Linked DNA regions of Callithrix jacchus: region 1 is linked to region 2. A link is a contact called in public Hi-C data. All regions are on one chromosome and are shown on one strand. The core of a region is the stretch at or near the end of the contact, and the rest is flanking DNA. Distances in the headings are between cores, read along the strand shown.

What was found. Hi-C and Micro-C count contacts between places; a contact is called where the count stands out from the background.
Region 1: a Hi-C map of skeletal muscle shows a contact between it and region 2, with 4 times the contacts expected there. The contact joins the promoter of CBX7 here to the promoter of CBX6 in region 2. A contact is called at or near these places in 3 of 3 Hi-C or Micro-C datasets (induced pluripotent stem cells and skeletal muscle).

The regions. Positions count from the first base shown.
Region 1 is chr1:209,962,709-209,968,497 of calJac240_pri, reverse strand. CBX7 (chromobox 7) reads left to right here and starts at 2,722. Exons shown (of 6, transcript XM_078341110.1): 1 at 2,722-3,203. It also overlaps the pseudogene LOC144578160.
Region 2 is chr1:209,743,106-209,748,522 of calJac240_pri, reverse strand. CBX6 (chromobox 6) reads left to right here and starts at 3,156. Exons shown (of 5, transcript XM_035273026.3): 1 at 3,156-3,250; 2 at 3,427-3,470; 3 at 3,617-3,682; 4 at 3,827-3,893. The coding sequence starts at 3,182.

The sequences.
Region 1 (5,789 bases), core at 1,473-3,972, 220 kb before region 2:
TGGCTGCTTCTCAGCAAATTCCATAAGGTTCAGGGATTCAAAGTTTCCCTCACAGTTTGCTTGCCTGGACTTGGCCATTTTGGTGAGCTCATCTCTCGAGGACACACACAGAGGATCCATGTGGTAGGACACGGAGTGGCGCAGTCATTACCATCAGTTGGCTTCTGGCATGTGGGACAGATTTCCATTCCCACAGGCGGCTGTGGAAGAGCGGTTAAAAATATTTTATAGGTCGGGCATGGTGGTTCACACCTGTAATCCCAGTACTTTGGGATGCTGAGGTGGGTTATCAGGATCACCTGAGGTTGGGAGTTCAAGACCAGTCTCACCAAGGTGGAGAAACCCCGTCTCTACTAAAAATACAAAAAGTTAGCTGGGTGTGGTGGAACATGCCTGTAATTCTAGCCACCTGGGAGGCTGACGAAGGAGAATCACTTGAACCCAGGAGATGAGGGTTGCAGTGAGCCGAGATCATGCCATTGTACTCTAGCCTGGGCAACAAGAGCAAAACTACTCCGTCTGAAAAAGAAAAAAAAAAAACACACGTGTATATATATACACACACATACATATATATTCATAATTTCTATTACAATTTCTTTTTTTGAACCATTAGTTAACATAAAAACATACTTCTTCAGTGGCTCACGCCTGCAATCCCTGCATTTTGGGAGGCTGTGGCAGGTGGATCACCTGAAGTCAGGAGTTGGACACTAACCTGGCTAACATGGTGAAATCCTGTCTCTACTAAAAAGACAAAAATTCGCCGGGGAAGGGGGGTGCCTATAATCCCAGGTACTAGGGAGGCTGAGGCAGAATTGCTTGAACCCCAGGGGCAGAGGTTATAGTGAGCCGAGATCCTGCCACTTCACCCCAGCCTGGGCGAAAAAGCAAAAACTCCATCTCAAAACAAGGAAAAGAAAAAAAAAAAAGTGCTTCTTACTTTCCAAACACATGGGGCTTTGAAGAAAACTTTTTATTATTCATCTCCGGCTTATATGTGTTGTGGTCAGAGAATGTACTGTTATTTCAAGCTTTTGAAATTTATTGAAATTAAATGTTTTTGTAGGTATCCTGTATGTCTTGAAAAGAGAAGAATTTTACCATTGTTGATAGTGTGCTATGAAAGTCCATTAGTTATTAATTATGTTTTAATCTCCTATGTTATTGAATATTTGTTGTCTTCTCCTACCAATTACAGAGGGATGTGTTAAAACCTCCCACTATAATTGTGGAATTGTCTATCTCTCCCTCTACCTCTCTTCTTGTTTCTTATATTTTAAGACTATGGTATTTGCATACAAATGTGAATTGTTCTCTTTTTCTGGTGAATTGGACACTTTTCATTATGAAGTGACCTTAGTTATTTCTAGTGATGTTTTCCCCCTCGATATTAACGTAACGGCCCCAGCCTTCTTTTTGTTAGCATTTGCATGGTACTTTTCCCCCATGTGCTTACTTTTGACCTTCACTACCTTTACGTTTTGCAAGTGTCTCTTGCGGATTTATCTTGTAAAATGCATGTAGCAATGTATGCATTCTGACAATCTTTGTATTTAAACTGCATTATTTAGTCCACTTGCATTTACTGAATCGCAGAATATCTGAATTTATAGCTATCGTCTATTTGTGCCATCCCCGCCTCATCTTGTATTTATTTTTCTCTCCATTCTTGCCTGCTTTAGGGTTGCCTGGGTTGGTTTGATCATTCTTTTTCCTCCTCCAATCATTTGGATAAATATACACTGCATTTCCACTCCTACAGTGTTCATCCCAGTAACGACAACCTGGATTCTTCAATCTGTCAGTGTGTTTGAAACCTTATCTTCACCTTCCTCCTGAAGAATACAAGGATCTTAAAACACTTTAACTCCACTCACCCAAGTATATACCATCACTGCTGTGTATTCCAAATGTTTTCATCCAGAAGACACTGCTATTGTTTCACACTATCAATGTTCTTCATTTTTCTTTATTCCCTGTTGCATGAGAGCTCCGTCTGGGATCATCTTTCTCCTGCCTGAAGTTCCCGCTTTGGAATCTCCCTCCGGAGAGTCGGCCAGTGGCAGACTATTAAGTTTTTGTATTTCTGAGTGCCATGATTTCCCCTACGTTCTGGATACATCTGCTTCATACCGGATAATCCTTTAAAGACATTTTCATTGAATATATAATTCTAAGATGATGGTTATTTTCTCTCTGGCTTCCGTTCTTCTTGATGAAAAGTCAGGTGTGAATCTATTATTCCCTTTTTCTGAGTGCCAGAAAGAGGTGTTGGATTTTATTCTGAGGGGAATAAGGAGGAAAGTTTTTCAGCACAGGGCGACGCCGTCAGATCTGCATTTTAGCCGCGCACTCTGGCACTTTGTGGCCGAGATCGGAGGGACGGCAGCTCCGCGAGGTCTCTGCTGTGGTCCAGAGAAGCGACGCCCCCCCCGGGCGGTGAGAGCCGGCCGACCCGAGTCCCTGAGGGGAGGACTGAGCGCCAGGAGTTGCGGGCAGTGCAGGAAGGAGCAGGGACGACTCCCGGCTCCCCGCGAGGAATGGAGGCGCGTTAGCCAAAAAGGAAGGGGTGGGGAATCAAGAGTTCGTGTCGGACCTGGTGCCACAAATGGCTGAGCCCCTACTACACACCAGGCGCCCAGTGCGGGCGGGCCTGGGGGAGGCTGGGGCAGCGCGGCGGCAAAATCCGTCCCCGGGGAACCTCAGCTCACCGCGGCCGCTTCCGCCGCGAACCAGGGCCGGGCCTGGGAGCCCTCGAGGCAGTAGCGCCCGCTTCTGACCCGCGCGTCTCGGCATCGACCTTGGAGGGTCGGGTGGGCTGACATAGGGGAGGATGAAGGGGTGGCCGGACGGATGTGGAGACGCCGGCCAAACTGCGCCGCGGCGAAGGCGGGATTAGGGAGACCTCAGCCCTGCGACGACCGGACACGGTGGGAAGCCTTCTGGGTCCCGGCCCTCCGGCAACTCAAGGGCCCCGGGCCCGTCTCGTCCGCTGCGGGAGGTGGGCAAATGACCTCCCTGCTTTGAGCCTCGACTTTGTCGTCGGCCCCACAGAGCCCAGCCGTTTCGGCCCCTCGCAGTCACCGGGAGGCTGTGAGGCGCCCGCGGAGGAATTAAGGAGCACGTCCTGACCCGGCAACACAGCGAAAAGCGACGCGCGAGCCTCCGCCCCGCCCCGCCCCAGCCGGCGCCCGAGACAAGTAAGTCGCGCGTCCCGGCGCACGCGGCGCGCCGCCCAATAGCAACGCGGGGGGGGCGGATCCCGGGGCGGGGCTACGGCGGGGGAGGACCCGGGTTCGGGGGCGGGGCTGACCCACAGGGCGCGAGCAGAGCCCGGCGGCCGGCCTGCGCGCTCCTGCCCCGCCCCCTCCTTGCGCGCGCTCGCTCGCTGGCGCCGCTGAAAACGTTGCGCAGGTTCAAAAATGGAACGTCGGCGGCGTGAGGGAGCGCGAGGGGGTGTGCGCGCGTACGCGCGCGCGTGCGCGCCCGGGCGAGGGTGACAGGGACCCCGCCAGCCCCAGCATCGCGCGCCGCAGCCGCGGCCCCGCAGCTCCGCCCCCGGCCCGGCCCCGGGCCCGCTCCCCTGCCGCCCCGCATGGAGCTGTCAGCAATCGGCGAGCAGGTGTTCGCCGTGGAGAGCATCCGGAAGAAGCGTGTGCGGAAGGTGAGGCTGCCCGGGGGCGGCTCCCAGGACCCCGGTGGGGTCCCTCCCGTCCCCAGCACCGCTCCGTCCACGCTGGGGCTGAGGGGGAAAGCGGGGCGCGGAGCGCCTGCAGCCCTGCGCTGCTGGGCCCGTCTCCCCAGTCCGTGCCTCAGTTTCCCTGCCACCGTGTAGGACGAGTAGAATAAAAGTTGTCTCTCCAGGATGTTAGGGGTGGCCGAGCTCGCCTGAGCTGGAGACTGGGATCGGACATAGGGATCCTGAGCACCATCCCGCCGCGCTCCCCTTTTATTGTAAATATGGGGAGACTGAGGCCCAAGTTGAAAGGACTTGCCTAGCACATTAGTGTCAGAGCTGGGTCTTGAACTCGGGACTCTGGATGCTTGGCACCAAGTCCTTTCGAGTAAGTGGAGCTTTGGAAAAGCCTCCTCCGGCCTCAGAAGTTCTCCTGCTGGACTTTGGCCTTCTCCGATCTGGTTGCCTCTACCCCCACCCGAGCACATCCTTCTTCCCCGCCCCAACCCCACCTCAACTCCTAGCCCGGCCAGGGCTCAGAAGCCCGCCCCCTGCGATGGGGCATCCCCTAGGCTCCTTATCCCATCTGCCTTCTCCTTCAAAACATAACACCCTGCAATTTAAGGAGGTGTCTGATCTGCTAGTTTCAGAACCCCACAGTTGGGGCTGGACTTTGTCCCGGCCTGGCGTCTACACCTCCTGTGCACTTGTTTGGCAAGGGGGCTTGCCCAAGGCTGGAGGTTAGGCTTGGGGAGAAGTTCCTCTCCTGGTACTCACTACTGTCCTTCCTTTGTCTCCTCCTCCCTGCAGCCCTTTGGGAGGCTCCAGGCGGACTGGGAGGGGCCCTAGGGTACCTCCTCCCATTTAACAGAGACAAAAACTGAGGCTTGGCGGGATGTGGTGGCTCACACCTATAATCCCAGTACTTTGGGAGGCCGAGGCGGGTGGATCACGAGGTCAAGAGATCGAGACCATCCTGGTCAACAAAGTGAAACCCCGTCTCTACTAAAAATACAAAAATTAGCTGGGCATGGTGGTGTGCTTCTGTAGTCCCAGCTACTGGGGAGGCTGAAGCAGGAGAATTGCCTGATCCCAGGAGGCGGAGGTTGCAGTGAGCCAAGATTGTGCCATTGCACTCCAGTCTGGGTAACAAGAGCGAAACTCCGTCTCAAAAAAAAACAACTGAGGCGCAGAAGAAGTGACCTGCTCAAGGTCACTCAGCGAGTTAGAGAGGTAGAGCAGGAGCTCAGCTGGGCTGATTGCCAGCCCATCTTCTTTCTCCATAGAGAAATCTCAGTCCTGGCATCTTGGGCCAAGGGTGAAGGTCAAGGTGGTCAGGAGCATCTTTCTTCCTTCAACTCTGCTTGGGGTTCTACTCTTCTGATTGAGGCAGCTGTTCCTCCTTCTCTTCCTTTTTCCTAGGGTTTCCTCAACTTAAAAGAGAATGAATTTATTCCACAAAGCTCAGTGCTTTTTCATGCTGTGTAGCCTGAAGCAGGTACAACACTAACGCCCTCTACGATGGGGCTCGCAGGGTAGTGCAAGAGATCGAGACCATCATTTCTTCGGCCAGTCACTCAAAATACTTATTGAGGATCTATCATGTACCAGGCACCAGTCTAAGTAAGCCCCAGGGATCCATCCCTTCCCTCTGGGAGCTGGCATTCTGCAGAGGCACCACACAGTGAATGAGGAGATACAGACAGATGCCTTCAGATGGAGCTGTGTGCTCCGCAGAAATAGAACTGCAAGGTGCCGGTGAAGACAGCATGGGAGAGGGTTGCTAGGGAAAGCCTCTCTGAGGAGGTTTCATATCTTGGTCTTAAAGTTCTGGCATGGAGGGGCTTCACTCACTGAATTGTTGCACCTGAGCGAGTCAAGGAATGCACCACACTCTGAGATTGAATTATGAGTCCTTTATTATGCCAGTGACCGAGAGGCAGCTAATGCCCAAAATTCTCTCGGCCCCTAAGAAAAAGTTGGGTGGTCTTTTAGACCCTAGTTGTAAAAGGGAAGGGGAACCTAGCTGAAGCAAACTTCACAGAAGCAGAGTAAGCCAAAAGTTTAAAAGATAAACCAGTACATGAGAAATGAAACAGTGCCGGGTGCA
Region 2 (5,417 bases), core at 1,907-4,406:
AATCGCTTGAACCCGGGAGGTGGAGGTTGCAGTGAGCCAAAACTGAGCCACTGCACTCCAGCCTGGACTCCATCTCAAAAAAAAAAGAAGTCCCTCATGCTTTCCACCGCCTGAGACAAAGTCCAAACCTACCCAGCATTCAAGGCCCTTCCCAAGTTAGGCACAACCCATCTTTCCCGTCCCATCCTTTGCTGTACTCCCCCAACCCATGCCATAGCAGACTTCTTTTCCATCATGCTCTGATGTGCTTGTTCAAGCTGACACCTCCACCCAGGCCTCCCTTCCCATTCTTCACTCGCAGGCCAATTTCCATTTGTCTTTCCAGCCCCATATCAAAGGTCTCCACCTCTGAGAAGCCCACTACCTCCCAGCCTCACCTTCAGGTGATAGGTTGCTCCTACGTCCACTCCCAAGGCATCCTGTACAGACTCTTAATGGTAGGCTTATAATGCCTCACCCAAAGATGTCCACGTCCTAACCCCCAGAACCTGTGGATAGGATACCTTACATTCCATCCATGTTACCCTATTGTAAGAAGGACTTTGCAGATCTGATTAAGATAAGGAGGTTGAGATGGAGAGGTCATTCTCAGTTATTTGGGCAGACCCAATGTAATCACAAGAGTCCTTATAAAAGGAGGCAGAGGCCAGGTGCATTGGCTCATGCCTGTAATCTCAGCACTTTGGGAGCCTGAGGAGGGCAGATCACTTGAGGTCAGGATTCCAGAGCAGCCTGGCCAATACAGTGAAACCCCCATCTCTACTATATACAAAAATTAGCCAGGTATGGTGGTGCATGCCTGTAATCCCAGGTATTCGGGAGGCTGAGGCAGGAATTGTTTGTTTGAATCCAGGAGGCGGAGGTTGCAGTGAGCCGAGATCGCACTATTGCACTCCAGCCTGGGCAACAGAGAGAGACTCCATCTCAAAAACAAAAAAAAAAAAAAAAAAAAAGGAGGCAGGAAGTGATCGCAGAAGCATCGATTTGAATGATGAAGCCATGAGCCAAGAAATGCCAGCAACATTTAGAAGCTGGATGAGGCATGGAACAGATACTCTCCTGGACCCTCCAAAAGGGACCAGCCCTGAGGACACCTTCACTTTGGCCCAGTTAACACTGATTTGGGACTTCCCGCCTCCAGAGTCATCGGATAACAAATTTGAGTCATTTTAAGCCACCGAGCTTGTGTTAATTTGTGACAGCAGCAACGAGAAATTCCTACACCTTTATTCTAGCATTAGTCACACTGTGTGACAGATGCCTTTCTCACCCCACTGAGAGCTCCTCAGCCAGTGTTTCCTGATGGTTTCACACAAAGCCTGGGGCTTCACTAGGGCTCACACACTGCTTGATGAATCAACAAATGGACACACCTGCTTCATCCCCTCCTGTCTCCCTCAGCCTGAACATACAGACACACTCTCTCTCTCATACCCACTCCACTCACCTGCCCATCCACCACCCACGTCTCCCAGGAAGGCAGCAGCTCACCTTGGGCTGGCCAGCAAATAGCTGTTTCCCTGGAACACATGATTTTAAATGAGGAGAGGGATTTCTCTCCAGGTAATGATGGGACAAATCTGCAGGGATGAAAAGACTAACATTTTGATATGGTGGATTTGGAACCCAAGAATTGGCATGGTAGCACAGAAATCTAAAATTCTTTCCTAATGAACCAGTGATGTTCGCAAGACACAACCCTGATTTCGACTTCCCCATTAGTCCTCACCCCGTCTCAGCCCCAAGGTGCTCAGTGAAAGATGGTGACAACTGTATTTAATGACACTGAAAGATGTCCACTTTACAGCATTAAGGGAGAAAAGCAGAACAGTGTGAACAGCGTGATCCCATTTTGTTAAAAGATTAAGTCTACGGACAATGTATGTGTGTATACACACATAGACATACACATATACGTCTACCTATACATACGTATACAGGTGTAGGGGAGTTCATGTAGGCGTGGAGCAGAGGCCGGAAGACTGGTGGAGAGGTTAACAATGGTTTTATGGGGGTTATGGGCAGTTGCTTTTTAATCTGTATTTTTTAAATGGTTTTACAAAGAAAAAGACTACTAACATAATGCGAAATAAGTAATTTCAACATTTAAAAAAAGAGCATTTCACGTGGCAGGGCTATTGTGTGTGTGTCCATTCCCGGACAGCCCCGGCTGGATCCCGCGCTCCACCCCAAGTAGGAAGCTGGGGTCCCCAGAGCAATGGCGGAAGCTTCGAGGAGCTGCGGGCCGGGAGAGGGACGCGGCCGGGTCCGCGGGCCGGGAGGGGCTGCTGGGAATCGGAAAACACAGATAGGTCCGCGAAGGTGGCTTGTGCCGAATGACCAGATGACGACCCGCTGTGGGCCCGAGGTGCGGTGCCGGGAGCCCGTTCCTGCCCGCGGTCCCTCTCCCTCGCCCACGGCCACAACGTCTCCGCCGAGTCCTCCCCGGTCTCCTGGGCGAGGGCAGGTGTCGCCCGAGACCCCGGCCGCGGACAGATGCCCACGGTCACCCCGGCCTCCCTCGGCCCCATTGGCCGAACACCCCTTTTCCGCGGTGGCGTTTTTGTTTTAACTCTTCCGAACTGGTTACAAAACCACACTCCCACGAATACATAAATAATGGATGGGGGGCGATGTTTTAAAGAAATTCCCGCGGGCTGGCAAGGCAACAGCGACTGCATTTCTGCTGCATCACGTTTAACTCTTCCCAGGCTGCTGCGGGAGACGCGCGACGGCGGAGAGACTCGGGCTACACCGCCCTTCCCCGCCCGGGGCTGGCGACACTCGCGTGGGGATTAAGAGGCGAGGAGAGGCTGTCGGCGATCCGGCGCCCGCCAGATGGGAGAGTGATAAGCGTAAGGCCGCAGCGCGCCCACTAGCCGGGCACCCACCCGGTCTGCCGGCCGCGGCTCCCGCCCCCGGCGCGGCTCCTTTAAGAGCCAGCGCGCGCCCCCGCCCCGCGAGCGCCGACTTTCCTTGGCAACCGCCCCGGGGGAGGGGGAGGTCCTGGCAACCGCGCGCCGGCCGCGAGGGTCACGTGACGGCCCGCAGCTGGAACGCGAGCGCGCGCCCCGCCGCGCACCCGCCCGCCGGGGCCTGGGCGCTGCGGCGCGTGCGCGAGCGGTGCCGCACCGGCCGCGGGCGCAGGGAGTATTATGGGCTGTGGGTGCCGCTGAGCAAGATGGAGCTGTCTGCAGTGGGCGAGCGGGTCTTCGCGGCCGAATCCATCATCAAACGGCGGATCCGAAAGGTGAGCCGCCGCCCGGGGCGGGCCGCCGCTGTCCGCAGCCGGAGCCGGGGCCGGGGGCCTTCGGGGCGAAGCGGTCCCGCTAGCCCGGCTCCCTCGCCCAGCCCCGCGCCGCCGCCTCCTCGCGTCCCCGCATCCTCCCCACCCCCATCCCCCTTTTTCTCCTCTCTGTTTTTCAGGGACGCATCGAGTACCTGGTGAAATGGAAGGGGTGGGCGATCAAGTGAGTGTTGCGGGGTCCGGGGGCGTCGCGGGAGAGGAGGCAGCGGGCACCGGGGCCTGGGGTGGGGGGGTGCGCGCGCTTGCTCTTCGCCGCGTGCTGTCCCTCTCTGGTCTTCATCCTGATTTTGTGCGTGTGTGACTCGGCAGGTACAGCACTTGGGAGCCGGAGGAGAACATCCTGGACTCGCGGCTCATTGCAGCCTTCGAGCAAAAGTGAGTTGTTGGGGAAGCTGGCAGGGGCGGCGGGGCCGAGGCTCAGCTGGGGCGCCGCGCGGGGAAGCGGGAGAGCCGGGAAGGGCAGCGCGAATGGGGCCCGGGAAGGGGCTCTGTTTAACCTCTCGTGTTTTTCGGCCACAGGGAGAGGGAGCGTGAGCTGTATGGACCCAAGAAGAGGGGACCTAAACCCAAAACTTTCCTCCTGAAGGTAACCTGGCCTAGCCCCAGCAGCATCCCCCTCTCGGGCCCCCAGCCCCGGAACAGCACGGGGCCTGGAAGGGAGGGACAGATCGGCTGCCGCCCAAGCGGGCGGGCCTTTCCAGAGGGGCCCCAGCTGGGCAGGGGGTGGTTGTGAACCCCCTGAGAAACCTCTGATGGCAGGCCTCAGCCAGCTTCAGCTTCAACAAGAGGGTCCCGAGACTGGGGATAATCCTCCCTCTTGAAAGCAGGGTCTGGGGGTGCCTGTAGGGCTCCAGGAAGGGGTGGCTGAGGCAGGTGGGTGATGGCGTGGGAAGGGGGCGTTGGTTTGAGTTGTTAGGTCTGTGCTGGGAGTTGGGACCCAGGGGGAGAGTGAGTGGGGTCCCACTTCTGGGCAGGGCACAGGGAGAGGACTTGGGGGACCACCTGCCTCCCTGCCCCTGGCTTCCCCCAGTCCCTGTCTGTCAGGATTTGTTCTGCCTGGCTCCCCTCCTTTCTCGGAGATCCAACTTGAATTTGACCTCAGATCACTTCACTCTAAGTTTATCACCCAGGCTGGGCCACTATCTTTAGGACTCTGAGCCTCAGTTTTCCCCCACTGCCAGCCCAGCCATTTCTGGAGGATGGGGGTGTGGGAGTGAGAGCATAGCATATTAGCCTCCGCTAGGGAGGGAAGAACTTCCAGAGGAAGCCATCTTGGAGGATTTGGGTTTTTATTTTGTTTTGACAAGGAAAAACAGAGTCTGGGAAAGGAAGGGCAAGATGACCCCAGGTGACAGGCAAGGCTGCAAGTGGGACTCACTGGGCCACCTGTCTCCCTGTAGCGCTACGGATGCCTCAGGCCCCCTCCCACCCAACAGCTGATGACTTTGTGGGAGGACTCCTTTTCAGAGAAGAGAAGCAGAAGTGAAAGAAATGTTGGTTTCCAGAATTCCATATTTTTATAACCTCCATCCCCAAGCGACGCACATCCTAGGGGATCCAGGGAGTAACCTTAACCCTGATGCTTCTGGGGAGGGGATGGGCGGAGCAGCTGGAAGCCTGATGGGCTGTGTGACAGCCTCTTAGTGCAGCTGGGGCACCCTCTAGCGGCGAAGCGAGTATGACCACGAGCATCGATAGACAAAACGCCTTTTTTCTTGATAGTTCTTTTAGTTCCTGAGCTGGCTGTGGGCGTAATACAGTGCTGAGCCCCCTGCATGGATTATCTTCTTTAATTCTCTCAACAGCTCCAGGAAGTAAGGAGTATTATGTCGATTTCACAGATAAAAAAATCAAGGCCCAGGAAGGGAAAGTGACATACCTGAGGTCCAACTTGCTGGCCTCATCCTGTCTCCTTTTCTTCAGCTGGTGCCTTGAGGAGTCCATGTCGGGGTGAGGGGGTGAGACAGACACACAGAGGAAACTAGGAAAGCTGCAGGGTTGGTGTGGCAGGGAATGGAGACGCAGATAGAAGGAAGGACATTTTTATCTGGACCCTAAGAAACAGGTAGCCTTAGAGTGGCGTGGATATTTGCGAGGGGCTGTGGAGATT